Regions from separate parts of the Oryctolagus cuniculus genome. Here region 1 is linked to region 2. A link is a contact called in public Micro-C data. All regions are on one chromosome and are shown on one strand. Each heading gives the region's core, a stretch centred on a gene start, on an enhancer-like site or on the middle of the called end of the contact. The rest is flanking DNA. Distances are from core to core; before and after follow the strand shown. Region 1 holds the start of THAP6 (THAP domain containing 6). Region 2 holds the start of USO1 (USO1 vesicle transport factor).

Region 1 (6,794 bases), core at 2,677-5,176, 200 kb after region 2:
CTTTCCTCTTATGGTTGTTTTTGAGGAGGAAAGTGAGTTTCTATGTAAAGTGCTTAAACAGTGACTGGCACCTAGTAAGTACTGTATAAATACAAAAACAGAAAAACAAGTATCTGTAAATATAGGTGAATTTATACATAAGCTACAAATGACTGCAGAGATATTCATGAAAGTGTTCATACTGTTATCTCTGGATTATGTGATATTTTGAATTTTGCTTTTATCACCTAATTTCCTATAACGAAAAATTTCTTTGTTATGAACAGTTGCTTTTGAAAGTTGGTAATGTGATTTAGTTGACTATGCTTTTCTTAATATCTTCTAAACATTACAGCTAGAGGACACCTTGCTAGTAGGAAACAAAATCTTTAGAGCAAATTGCACATGAAATTATACATTTATTAAGTAGAAGAAAGTGAGGCATTCTCTACTTGGTCACTCAGGCACTGTGACAGGACCAAGTAGAGAGAGTGCCCGAGTCCGCACAGGACCAAGCACAATTCTGCACAACTTTCCTTGTTTCCAGCTATCAGGAAGGAGAGACCTTTCCATGGAGGCTGAGTACTATATTAGGAATCCACAGGCTTTTCCTGCATTTTCCACACTGGAATTAACCAATCAGGCAACAGTTTCTAGAGGCAAGTACACTTTCAGGTATATAAAGTCAAGAGATACTGAGGGTGAGGTAGTCAACCCATGGTACTATCACTGAGAAAAAACAAGTAATTCAACTAGAGTGTACTTATTTAACCCTCTTTCTGGGTTTTCTTTTTTGACCTTTTCTCTCCTTTCTTTCTCCTATTCATCTCTTTTGATTTTCTTCCTTTTGGTCCTTCCTAGGCTTTAAGTTTGCTTGTATGTAGCTCTTAGAAGTTAGTGGCTCTGCTTCTGACTTACGCACCAGTGTGAAGAGTGTCAACTCAGAAAGTTCAATCTCATGTTAATCTTTATTAAATGTTTTTTTTATTTGAAAGGTAGACAGATAGGGCTCTCACCTGCTGGTTTATTCCCCAAATGCCTACAGGGGCTGGGGTAGGGCTGTAGCCAGAAGCTGGGAACTCAATCAGGTCTCCCATGTGGGTGGCAGGGACCTAACTATTTTAGCTACCACCTGCTGCTTTCTAAGGTCTGAATTAGCAGGATGCTGGAATAGGGAGCTGGAGTCAAGAATCAAACCTACAAACAATGATATAGGGTGTGGGCTTGGTAATTAGCATCTTAACCACTAGATCAAAGGCCTACCCATAATCTCCATTTTTTAGTCACAAATCTTGAATTATGCCAACTCCTAAAGTCAACACTAACTTAATCAAACTTTAGTAATGTACAAATATTTCAGTGGCTCCTTATAAAATACTTCTTTGTACCTAAGACATTTTAAAAGTTTAAGGTACAACCTACACATTAAATAAGGAAGAATGGATTTCAGATGAACAGCAAACAATAAAAATGTTAGCAGAGTGGTGAAGGTTCTTTAACAGCACCCAAAAAGTGAGTAATGATGGTAAGCAGAATCTCATAAACAAACCTTTAAGTGAAATGAAGAATCAAAGATAGATGGTATGACTCCAGGTTTCAACTTAATATTTGGAGTACTTCTATCAAAATCTGACTTCTTAAAGTGCCTTGAGCATAACACATCTCCTTTTTTAGGTTCCCAAATGCCTGCAGCATTCACATCAAGTCTTTTCATTGCCAATACCCATTTTCTTTTGATGTTTTCATCTGTGGGGAATCTAGAAAAGAATATTAAAAATTAAACAGTATGGATATACTTGAATTAAATCTGTCTTATATAACTGGCTAAGGCTGAATTAATTCCTTCACTAGTTTGTTACCACTCTTGGGAACTGAAATATTCAGGGAACTATGTTTTATGTTTTCATAAATCTCAATTTTAATGTTCAGATTTTCTGCCAATTATGCTGTAGACTGTAGCCCTCATTTCAATTCTTCGCCTAAGGAAGAAAAATTTCAATGGATATTCAGCACTTTATATTAAGATCCACAGTTGAAAGGTTTTTCTTAATCCATAAGTGATAAAGAATGTCCCTTAGCCTTTTCCTATCTGAAGTGATTTCCAGATTTTCTCTCTGGTGAATAGGGCTCCTTGTACTTTCATTTTTCTGTAGCACAAGAAAATTTCTTAGTCCAGCATTTAATATACAGCAGGTCTACAAATGCTTGGTGACTGAGAAGTTGCAGAGTTTGGAGTTCTGGGGATCAGACCTTTTTTGAGAGATCTGGACGCCAATAAATTTCTAAATTTTCCAAGCTGGTTCAGATCTTTTTTGGAATACAGTAGGGTACATGTGGGTAGCAAATCTCTAGCAGATAGCACAGTGCCTGACACGTAAGTGGCAAAATAAATCTTCAGGAAATGAATCATTTTAAAATCTTATTGCTCATTCTCTCCTGCGGTTGTGAGGAGTATAGCTAAAACACTAAATTAGGATCATCTGGACTTACCTGTAATGCAGCTAAACAACCCTCGGTCGAACATGTAATTTATTTTCCTACAACCTATCCTTGGTCTATTTCTAAACAGAAAAGACAGTATATATTTGAGCAAAGCAGCTTCCTTCAGATTGTCAACTACATATAAGCCACACTGAATTTCCTTGAAGGTATGTTAAAATGCAAAGTAATATTAGCAAATTGATTTGGATATATATATATTTTGTTAACTAGTCTCTTGAAAACCTTGGCAGGTATCTTAAACTACATTGCAAAAGTGTAAGGTTGTCACTGTCACTTCAAGTTTAACTGAAAAGGTGATTTTAAAAGCACTTGGGCACTCAAGTTCAAAACTGAATACTTCAACAGAACGATCTTGGCTTTCTATCCGTCAACAGCACTCTGCTTAACCATGGCCGAATCTTACACGTGAAACGTCAGTCCCTTCAATTTGGAATTTGGCAAGCAGCGGGAAGCGCATCCAATGGCAGAGCAACATTTCACCATGATTTTAGCAGCTCATCAAGGAACTGAAAGAACAGGAATACGCGAAGTTAGTGACTTCAGAGCAGCCTGGGAGCCTCCTCACCTCTCCCAGGACGTTTTAGGACACATGTAACAACGCGACAAAGCCGAAGGCCAATGTTCCCTTCCAAGCCCTGCAGCTCTGCGCATCAAATGTTCCGGGGGCTTGGCGCTTTCATAAGGTGAGGGGTCTACCTGCACTTCTGGAGCCTTGCACACGGCCAGCCCCGCGCCCCCCAAGACCTCCTGGCGCGCTAACCGCGGCTCGCCTGGCCGCCTACCCGGGCACCCGGCTCCGGTCAGTGCCTGGCACCTCGGGCCTCCCAGGCCCCCGCTTCTCCCTCGCACTTGGCCGTCATTCTACATTTACCCCCGCGACTCTGACCAAAGTTTTCCTCCCCGCCCGGCCGGGCGCTGCGTGAGGGGGCGGTGGGGCCGTCTATGCTTTCACTTTTTCGTCCTCACGGCTCAGCCGCGGACGGGGCCCACAGTCAACGTGAATACACTGAATGAATGACTGAAGCAAGAGCGAGCAGAGCCGAAGGGGACGGGAGCAAGCAGCAGGTCGCGGCGCCGGCGCGCGCACGGCCCGGCTCCCGAGCTCCAGGCCTGGCGGCGCTCCGCCCCCTTCTCGAGGCTCCCGGCCGCCCGAGGGAGGGAGGGGCCGCCCTGTCACAGGTGCCGGTCCCCTTCCTCGAGGGCCAGCTGGCGTCTGCGCGCCGCTGCAGTCCTCCTCGCTCCGAGACGTGCTCCAGAATTCGGGCCGGCAGCGATGCGGAGCAAAGCAGCAGCGACATAAGAGTAATTACCGTTCGCAGCGAAGACAGCGACTACCATCGACGACAGATATTGCGTCTCCCCTCGCTTCCGCCCCGTCGCCCCGGGAACCGGAAATCGGCCTGCCCCGGGTCACGTGCCCCTCCGCCATCTTGGCCCCGGTGGCAGCAGCGGCCGGGAGGGGGTGCGCCCGAGCGGCGCTGCTTCTCTGGGCGTGGTTTGCATCCTGGGGGAAGGGTCTGTGGTGTGTGAGGGGAGGTGGTGGAGATGGCGGCGACGGCGCGGGAAGATGGCGCCCGCAGCCGGCAGCGAGGGCAGCGGGGCTGCGAGCACTATGACAGAGGATGTCTCTTGAAGGTGACGGCTTCAATGGGCTCATCTCCGACGAGCTTCCGCCGGGCAGGGCTGGGGGCGGGGTGGGCAGGGCGGTGAGGCTTGGGTTTGGAGTTTGAAGCTAGGTTGTTTGTCGGGCTACCTCGCTACCTGAAATGTTTTGGCCAGGCGACCATAGGCCCCGTATTTCTTCCCTGTGTGGTCTTTTGCAAGCAGAAACTCTTTTGCTTGGGATGAGGGTCGGCTTGTGCAAATCCGTTTCCCAATGGGTTTATTCGTCTCTTGCTGCTGGAAGTAGACTGAGGTAGCCCCTGGGCCCACTTCCGGCGTGTGATGAAATAATGAGAGGAGGGTGGGAAACGGGAGACTGGAAAACGAGTTCAGCTCCTGTGGTAATAGTTCAGAGCCTGCTAGCTTCATTTGAGAGGCCATGCAAATATCCAGAGCTGTGAAGGAGAAAATATGTGTGTGAAGTCGGAAGTGTGAGCGCTGTGAAATGGAACATTACGTATGGAAAAGTGCGTCGTGTGTATATATGGCGACTTTTGCTGTTTGAATAATCCGGAGGTTTTTGAATTGGCACCCATCCAATTGAAGTGTCCCGATTTTTCTTGCAAGAAGTGGTAGCTTTTGCTTAGAAAGGTTGAGGGTTGGAGTTGCACGGCCCTGTCTCCAAATCTGAAGACGTTCCCATTAATCGCTGTGATTTGGAGCAAGCTGGTGTTTTAAATACCTCTTATGCTCCACAGGAATGATAGAAGTTCCGCTTCATAAACAAGTATGAGGGTTATAAACTAAAGAGCATATATGGTGTTTTAGCAGGGTGCTTTGCCTGGGATGAGTGTAAATGTAGACCTAGCACCACCGCTGTTGTCATCACCCAGTCGCCGTCCTGAATTCTTTGGTGGTTCCACTTCACCAGCCAGCCGTGCCGATGGTCATTGACTGGAGTCATTAGATACAGGTGGTAGTCTCAGGCTGGGACGAACCACATAAACTCTTTTCTGTAGGCCATGGTTAGGGAAACGTTCCGTTGTGTTGGATGGGGCCGTTCAAATGTTGTGTAAGGAAATGGAATGCTATCCTTACTTTCCATTTCTGTTGAGATATTCTTTTACTCTTTTTAAAAAAAGATTTACTTTATTTATTTGAAAGACAGAGTTACTGATAGAGGTAGAGACAGAGAGAGAGAGGTCTTCCATCCGCTGGTTCACTCTTCAGATGGCCACAATGGCTGGAGCTGTGCCGATCCAAAGCCAGGAGCTTTTTCTGTGTCTCCCACGTGGGTGCAGGGGCCCAAGGACTTGGGCCATCTTCTGCTATCCCAGGCCACAGCAGAGAGCTGGATTGGAAGTGGAGCAGGCCAGACTAGAACCGGCGCCCATATGGGATGCAGGCGCTTCAGGACAGGGCTTTAACCCACTGTGCCACAGCGCCTGCCCGGGAGATGTTCTATTACTCTTTCAAACTTGAGATCTAAAACGAATTTGATATCTTAGACTCTTCTGTCCCCTCTGAAGAAACCACAGAACTAGATCTGTTTCATGGCATTCAGATAGTTGGCCCCGAGTGTCACTTTTTTGCCTTCCTCCTCCCTTCTTTTTTTTTTTTTTTTTGACAGGCAGAGTGGATAGTGAGAGAAAGAGACAGAGAGAAAGGTCTTCCTTTGCCGTTGGTTCACCCTCCAATGGCCGCCACGGCTGGCACGCTGCGGCCGGCGCACCGCGCCGATCCGAAGGCAGGAGCCAGGTGCTTCTCCTGGTCTCCCATGGGGTGCAGGGCCCAAGCACTTGGGCCATCCTCCACTGCCCTGCCTGGCCACAGCAGAGAGCTGGCCTGGAAGAGGGGCAACCGGGACAGAATCCGGCGCCCCGGCCGGGACTAGAACCCGGTGTGCCGGCGCCGCAAGGCGGAGGATTAGCCTAGTGAGCCTTGGCGCCGGCCCCTCCTCGCTTCTAAACATGGGAGGCCAAATAAAGTGTTTCAAGACAAGAGTTATGAACTAGATCAAATGCATTGCTTAAGTAAGATAAAAGCTGAGAACTGAAGTTTGAATTTGGCAAGGAGGTCCCTGGTGATATTGAAGAGGCGTGGCGGTGGAGTGACGGGGGTAAGCCTCATTGGTGTGGACTCAAGAGATGCCATGAGAAGTGAAACTGGAATTACAGACAGTCCTTTTGCTATAAAGGAGAGCAAGAAAAAAAACAGTGAGACCTTGGTTGCTGGGAGATGTGAGATTATGGGATCCCTCCCCCCTTTAAGGATGGAGGTGTTACAACATGTTTGTTTTTTCTTAGAAGAAGTGAGAACATTTTGTAGTGGAGGAGGGAGAGGGTAAACTAGGGGCACGGGCCTTGAGTAGCTAGAGAGGCTGAGATCCTGTGCACAAACAATTGGCCTTAGAAGCCGGGACTGTACATTCTTTGTGAAAGAAGTGAAGGCAGAGGATGAGGCTTTTTTGCGATAGGTTGACCAGGCAGTATGCTGATGCTTTTTCTCTAGCCATATTCAGCTGTTCCTGAGAAAGGCTGAAGAGAGTTGGGTTTAACTCGGTTTAGGTTCCGGAGGACTTTGGTACAGTAACTATGCAGAGGAAGCCAGGAGGGAACTGGGCTGTATGCAAGGGAGGACTGGGATCGAGTTGAAAAGAGAGGTGGCAGAGAAGTTTCCTGCTTGAAACTGGAGCAGCAGTTCAAGTGGTC
Region 2 (7,075 bases), core at 774-3,273:
AGGAGAAGCCTCGACCTGGATGATATGAAAGGGCACTCCCAGCTTTAAAATCCTGAACTCTGAATTCCACACCGTGCCAGGCTGTTTCCATTTATTTCACTCTACTTCTTCACATCCCACCCTGATGAGCAGGCCTTTTTCTTCATTTTAGAGTGTATTCACCATCTCTCACCTGCCCAATCCAAACAAGTGGGGGAAGGTCAAGATTCAAATCCAGATCTAACTCCAAAGCATGCTCTAATAAATCACTCTTCCAAACAGGTCTCAAACACAAGTGCCAACAGGAGAGATGCAAGCAGGGCTGAGGGGGTAGGCTGTGGCTACAGTAATCCAGGGAGAACAACTCCGTGTTACAACAGGGCTCACTGCCTTGCCTTGCTGCCGTGTGGGACTGGACAAGGGAGGTCAAATAGACTCTTTCTGTGTGTTTGTGTGACAGAGACAGATCTGATTTTCAAATGAAGGAAACAGATTCACGGACTTCCAACTTCTGCTTTAAACACTTCTAACCCAGATGAGCAGTTAATTTTAACAATATTACCCCGATTTCCCCAAAATGCCCAGGTAAGTAGTGAAGTAGGGGGCATCAGCAATAAAGTCTAAGCTTTGAAGTTCAGGCACACCTTGACGGAACACCGGGTCTAAGACCTCCATCACATGACTTCACCTCTTTCAGCCTCATTTCTTCATTTGTAATGGATGGCTACCATCACATATCTTGCAGGGTAATTAAGGATTAAAGAAGAATGTGGAAGATAAACAGCTCAGCAAAAGACCTAGCACCAGGTAAGAGCTGGACGAATGGAAGCCACCCTTACTCCCCTCCAGAATCCGGGTAACACAGCTGTCTATCCAAACTTTAAAATGTCATACCCCACCCACTTTTCTGTAGATCTCAGCTTATTCTCAAACACAAAGTTTATTTTTATTTTTAAAAAGAGGCCACACACACGCATTTCCAGTAGAACCACACTTCAACTAAGATTATCCCATAACCTAACACGGAGGCAACTATCAAACAGTTTTCTGCAGCGCACGTTTAAAATGTCCTTGCAAATCCTGTTCACACGGAAAGCGAGAGGTGTGTTTCCAAAGTGGACACAGCACTGGACACATGACACATACCTGGGTGAGCCCGGAAAGCCGGGGTCTGAACTAAGGCCGGTCCTCCCAGCTGACGGGACGGGAGCAGGTGGCTTTGTGCCCCAAAGAACATGGTTTTATTCTTAGCCACACGCTGTCGCCAACAGCTGGGCTTTAAACCATGCAGTCTTCCCCAGCGCCCCGCTTCCAGACAGAAGGCAGCGAGCAGGCTTCAGGCTCCTCTCGGCCGGCGGAGGCTCGGACGAAGGGGGCGGAGGGAAGCGCCCGCGGAGCTGCGGGTCGGGCCGCCTCTGGCCCGGATCCGTGCCTGCCCGGGCGGGACCACCCAGCCGCGGGGCCTGCGGGGCGAGCGGGCGCGGCCGCTGTCAGCCCGGCCGAGCCGCCGCGCGGGGGGCTGCGCGGGAGCCGTGAGGAAGTAGCTCGGGGGGGGGGGGGGTCTCAGGAGAGGCAGGCGGCACGTGGGTCCCCCACGCGCGGGAGGCGACCTCCAGGCCCTCTGGCCCTCTCCGTTCCCCGTCCTGGCCCGGACCCTTCCCAAGTCCCGGACCCCACGGCTCCACTCACCGTCTCGGCTTCTGTGTGCTGGGGTCCGGCACTCTGACCCCCCATCACCCCGCGGAGGAAATTCATCTTGCCGCCCAGCCACCGGCTTTACAGCCTCTTCGGGAAAGAAAAGAAGACAACTTCTCCTGCCCTCCGCAGGGGCCCCGAGCCCGCACTCGGCACTCCCCGGCCGCCGCCACCACCGCCTCCTACTCCGCGGCCGCTCCTGCCCCCTAAGCCCGGAAACAGCCGCCACCACCGGCCGAGATGCGCATGCGCGGATACGTGGCATTACGTGGCGACTCGAAGGGCGAAGGCAAAAGGGGAGAGGAGACGAGAGGAGCCACCTAGGGAGGGGTCCGCCCAGGCCCCGCCCACCGCGAGGCCCCGCCCCCGCCGCAGGCCCCGCCCTCCGCGGATTGCTCCTGCTGGCCGCAGCCACCCACGTGGTCGAAGCCCGGCCCTGCCGGCTGGAGAGGGTCGGATTAGACTAAGCGTTTTGGCTCGCCGGGTGTTTAATTGCCGCCGAGCGGAACTCGGCTGCGAGCTATCAAGCCGGGGGCTTGTTTTGTTGAGTCGAAAGTGACATTCTCCTCCGGCCAACGTGACAGGTAAGGGGGTCCCGGGCCCTGCGAGTTCCCTTTTGGGTTTTCGGGTTAGCAGCGCCAGCGTGGTGGTGGCCCTCTGATCCCTGTCAATCGCATTTCTTCACAGGGCTTTGTTTGGTGGTGGGAAGGGTGCTGGACCCCCATCCTCCCAGCGCCACTGGAGGGCGCCTTTCCCAGCGCTTGTTCCTCAAACCCGCGGAGAGGAATTCCTAGATCTGACACCAGGTACGCCGCTGTTCCCAAGTGCTGTGAGGAGGCGAGCCCGCCGAACCCCACGTCTGGCGTGCTCGAGTAAGAAAAGAGAAATTACAAGTCCATTGTTCTGCGGCGTCAGTTTGGCAGCGCGGAGCTTGCCTTTGCAGGGCTCTTACAAAAATGCAAAATGTCATTTGTTTCTCAAGTCGGTATGCCAGGTACTTATGCTTCTGCAGTACTCCTGTGAATTTCCTGAGACTGGAAAGCGCAGGGTCTCCCTAGCTAACTGGCTCAAGCTGCCCGCAGCCCCTGCATTCCCCGTGGGTCCCAGGTGCAGCGTTTAAAATTGAACTCATCCTCTCTGTGAGCCTCCCGTCGAGAAAAAGAAAATCAATATACTGCTTCTGCTCTGTGCCCCGCGGTGCTCTCTGGTCCCACTATCCAAATAATTGCCCAAGGCAGAGGGAGGAAGCCGGCAAGAGTGGGACTTTGGCTTTGCAAATAGCCCCCGTGCAAAGCCCCGTGCTCCATCGATAGTCAAGCCCGATCGTTTCTATTTATAGGCTGTTTCTCAACTAGGTCCTCTGCTCTCCATCCCGCCTGCCTCTGACATAGTTTCTCACTAAGATCAAGCAGTAGCCTCCCGACGAGTTTTTCCGCATTCGGGCCTGGCCTCCCTGCAGTCCGAGCTCCGGTCCACCCTTGCATGAGCCCGACAACCACCAAACAGCTGTTGCTGTCACTCCTCTTCCCCGACGCCTCCAGCGGCTCCCGGTTCTCTATAATAAAATGCAAACCGCACGGGCCTCTTGGGATCAGGCTCCACGGGGCAGTTTGCCCTGCCTCTCCCTCCCTCTTCACCTGGCCAACTCCTGCTAGTTCCTTAAGGCTCCCCTCGGACATCATCTCCTGGAAAGCTCCCTGAAATCTGGGTGTGTGTCTGTAGGCTAGCACTTTGTAGTTACTCATTTATGGTGGGCACCTGGCAAGTGCTTACAGCCTAATGAACCGTTAGGGGCACGACTCGTATTTTTGTGTCTCTGTGGTGTACTGTTGTCTCATAGAAGGCGGTGTTGATGGATAAGTGAATAAATCATTGAATTGAATGAACATGACGACTGCGCTGAGTAGGAGGTCCGATTTCATCTCTAAAGTAGATTTGTACAGAGCTTGTTATCACAAAGGCTGTGGTGAAAGTTTGTTTGCTAGTGCCAAGATTTTAAGCCTGGGAGACTTGGGGAACGGGTGGGATCGTCTTGCCAAAAATACTGTGTTCTAAGCATTGTCCTCTGCTTTAAAACTAGACACTTGACATTTTGCTTCAGACATTTTCCATGGGGGCATTTTGTTGCAGCCTAAAATAAGTAACCAATCGGTGCTCCGCATTTTTGTCACCAAGTACTGTGCACAGAGAACTTAAAAGAACTTCACTGGCCAGGTCTCACCGCAGCCTCACCGCTCCCTGAACCTCACGGCCCCATGGTCAGGGAGAAGGCTGTGGCCTGGAGTAGGGCTACCGTTCCTGCGGCTCAGTAATAAAACACAGCATCTTCACTTTGGTCTTGTTGAAATGTGCCGTTTACTTGTAAACGTTGGTGAATGTAGTGGTAACAGCTGACTGAATTTCCCCTTCATTTGACCTATTTTCTTCCGTAGCAGCATCCCCTGGGCGGGAGGGACTGTGGGCAAGAGCAGTGGACAGTGGGTGCAGAGGTGGTGAGGCTGGAGTTGTCCAGGCTCCCTGGCCCCAAGTCTCGCCTGGGTTCTGCTGTCTCACAGCAGGTGCAAGCTGCTCCCAACCGCCAGCCTCAGAAGGAGACAGACAGGGTGTAGTGGCTGATTTGTCCCCAGTCAGGGTCTTGAAGGGGAGCAGAGGCACCATCACTGCAGAACAACCCTGAAATGGACTTCTTCCTTAAGAGAAAGGGGGTTCTCTGTGACTCCTGCTCATACAGAGGCCAGTTCAGGACTGTGCTGTACCCTTTGATCATCTAATGGAATTCCTTTAGCATGGTAATTGCTGAAGAACCATTTCTTAAATAAGTCAAAGAGGAGACAACATGAAAGAGCTGTTACTGCCTAACTTACTCTTTTGATTTTCATAAATAAATTCAGAATAAGAATGCCATGTGCCATTAAAATATATAGAACTCAAAATTTTGAGTAAATTAGAATGTTTTTAAATTTTTCTATATTTCTAAGTTTTCCTAAACTACACCTGACAACAGAATTCATTGGGAGTGAAATCTATGTTTTAAAATTACTTTGTTCAGTGGCTCACTTTTCCCATCCTACCTTCCTTTCTAGTGGAAAACTCAGCAAAAACAATTAAACATCATTGCAAAAGATTGTTTTTTAGTGGGGGTAGCGGTGGTGAGGTGGAGCAGTCTCTGTGTTTGCTTAGGAGTAATAGAAATGATAATTTGTGTTTGGAAGACATCATCATGTACAGTTTTTTTTAAGGTTTATTTATTTGAAAGGCAGGATTGCAGAGATAGAGGGGGAGACTGCAATGCTTCGCTGACTCCAGAATCCAGGTTTCAGAATAACTTTTTAAGGTGCTAGTGTTAGTTTAGGAGTATTGTGGTGGCCTTTAGTGACTAATTCAGTACTTTTTATCATAGGTGAGGCTCAAATTCTCTTGGGAAGTGGACTTACATTTTTAGGGTCAGATCTTGGCCCACTGAAATGACCTTCTCAGCCTCTCCATTGCTGTTTGCTTTGAGATGCATACATGATGCAATGATTTTCTTTTTTTCTTTTAAGATTTTATTTATTTTTTAAAGATTTTATTTATTTTATTTGAGAGTTAGAGTTACAAACAGTGAGAGGGAGAGACAGAGAGAAAGGTCTTCTTTCCATTGATTCACTCCCCAAATGGCCACAACAGCCGGAGCTGTGCCAATCTGAAGCAAGGAGCTTCTTCCTGGTCTCCCTCATGGGTGCAGAGGCCCAAGGACTTGGGCCATAGCAGAGAGCTGGGGACCGGTGCCGTGGCTCACTTGGCTAATCCTCTGCCTGTGGCGCCAGCACCCCGGGTTCTAGTCCCAGTTGGGGTGCCAGGTACTAGTTCCGGTTGCTCCTCTTCCAGTCTGGCTCTCTGCTGTGGCCCAGGAAGGCAGTGGAGGATGGCCCAAGTGCTTGGGTCCTTGCACCCGCATGGGAGACCGGGAGGAAGCACCTGGCTCCTGGCTTCAGATTGGTGCAGCGCCGGCTGTGGCGGTCATTAGGGGAGTGAAACAACAGAAGGAAGACCTTTCTGTCTTTCTCTCATTGTCTATAACTCTCTCTGTGTCTCTCTCTCTCACTGTCTAACTCTGCCTGGCAAAAAAAAAAAAAAAAAAAAAAAAGAGAGAGAGAGAGAGAGAGAGCTGGACTGGAAAAGGGGCAGCCAGGAATAGAACCGGTGCCCATATGGGATACCGGCGCCACAAGCGGAGGATTAACCTACTGTGCCATGGCACTGACCCATTTATTTATTTATTTATTTATTTATTTATTTATTTAAAAGACAGAGTTATGGGGAAAAGGGTGGAGACAGAGACAGAGAGAAGAAGAAAGAGAGAGAGATCTTCCATCCTCTGGTTCACTCCCCAAATGGCAATAACAGCTGAGGTTGGGCCAGGCTAAAACCAAGAGTCAGGAACTCCATCCTAGTCTCCCATGTGGATGTCAGGAACTCAAGTACTTGGGGCATCTTCCACTGCTTTCCTAAGGGCATTCACAGGGAGCTGGATTGAAAATGGAGCAGCTGGGACTTGAAGTGGCACCCATAATGGATGACGGTGTTGCTGGCAGCCTTAATCCACTGTACCACAAAGCCAGCTCCTCTTGTTTTCTTTTAGACGTGTTTAAAATAAAAAGCACAAAAGGCATATAGTGAAGTCTCTCTGTCTCTCTTTGGCCACCCAATCAATCATTGTAAACCATTCTGTGTATCCTTCCAGACACACAATCACATTTGAGTACTTCCAAAGTTAGAGAATGGAAATAAAGGATAAGTATTTTATTTTGGTGCAAAAAACTTTGAAATCCATGCATGGTTTTATTCATAATGTACATTTTTCCATGAACCTTTCAAAGATTCCTTGAATGCATAGATTTCAAAATTTTTGCGTTGAAATAAACATCTTCTATTTTCCATGAACTTTTGGAAGCACCCTCAAATATATAATCCCCCTCCTTTTAAAAATAACAAATAAAGATAACATCATATATGCTATTTTTATCTTGCTTTTCCCCATTTATTGTGCCTTGGAGATTGTTCCATATCAACGTATAGGGGTTGATTGTGTTCTCTGAAGAGCTTTTCAAAATACTGTTTAAAATCTTAGGAATTCCCTCCTGGAGGAAGACGCAGGAAGGAGGATTCTGGGCCATCACTCTGCTCCGTTTGATCATTTTCATTTGTTTATACTTCCTGTTTCATTTGAACAAAACCGTTCGGAAGCTCTCTTAGGAGCTGTGAAATGTGACTGAGGCACACACCTGGCACCTGGCATAGCTGAGGTGCCTCGCGTGCTCCCACAGTTCAGCGTTCCTGCTCTCCTGTTTCTGAAAGGAACGGTAATTGTCATTTACCTTATGTGGTTGTTCTAAGGACAGTTTTAGATAAATATCTTTAT

The links. Hi-C and Micro-C count contacts between places; a contact is called where the count stands out from the background.
Region 1: a Micro-C map of ear pinna shows a contact between it and region 2, with 6 times the contacts expected there. The contact joins the promoter of THAP6 here to the promoter of USO1 in region 2. A contact is called at or near these places in 2 of 6 Hi-C or Micro-C datasets (ear pinna and psoas muscle).

The regions. Positions count from the first base shown.
Region 1 is chr8:90,384,702-90,391,495 of mOryCun1.1, forward strand. It overlaps THAP6 (THAP domain containing 6), which reads right to left and starts at 3,927. Exons shown (of 5, transcript XM_002717110.5): 1 at 3,792-3,927; 2 at 2,885-2,987; 3 at 1,529-1,736. The coding sequence starts at 2,964. It overlaps RCHY1 (ring finger and CHY zinc finger domain containing 1), which reads left to right and starts at 3,618. Exons shown (of 10, transcript XM_070048022.1): 1 at 3,618-4,116. The coding sequence starts at 4,027.
Region 2 is chr8:90,185,714-90,192,788 of mOryCun1.1, forward strand. It overlaps USO1 (USO1 vesicle transport factor), which reads right to left and starts at 2,024. Exons shown (of 25, transcript XM_051819677.2): 1 at 1,669-2,024. The coding sequence starts at 1,734. It overlaps G3BP2 (G3BP stress granule assembly factor 2), which reads left to right and starts at 2,046. Exons shown (of 12, transcript XM_070048011.1): 1 at 2,046-2,258; 2 at 2,362-2,480.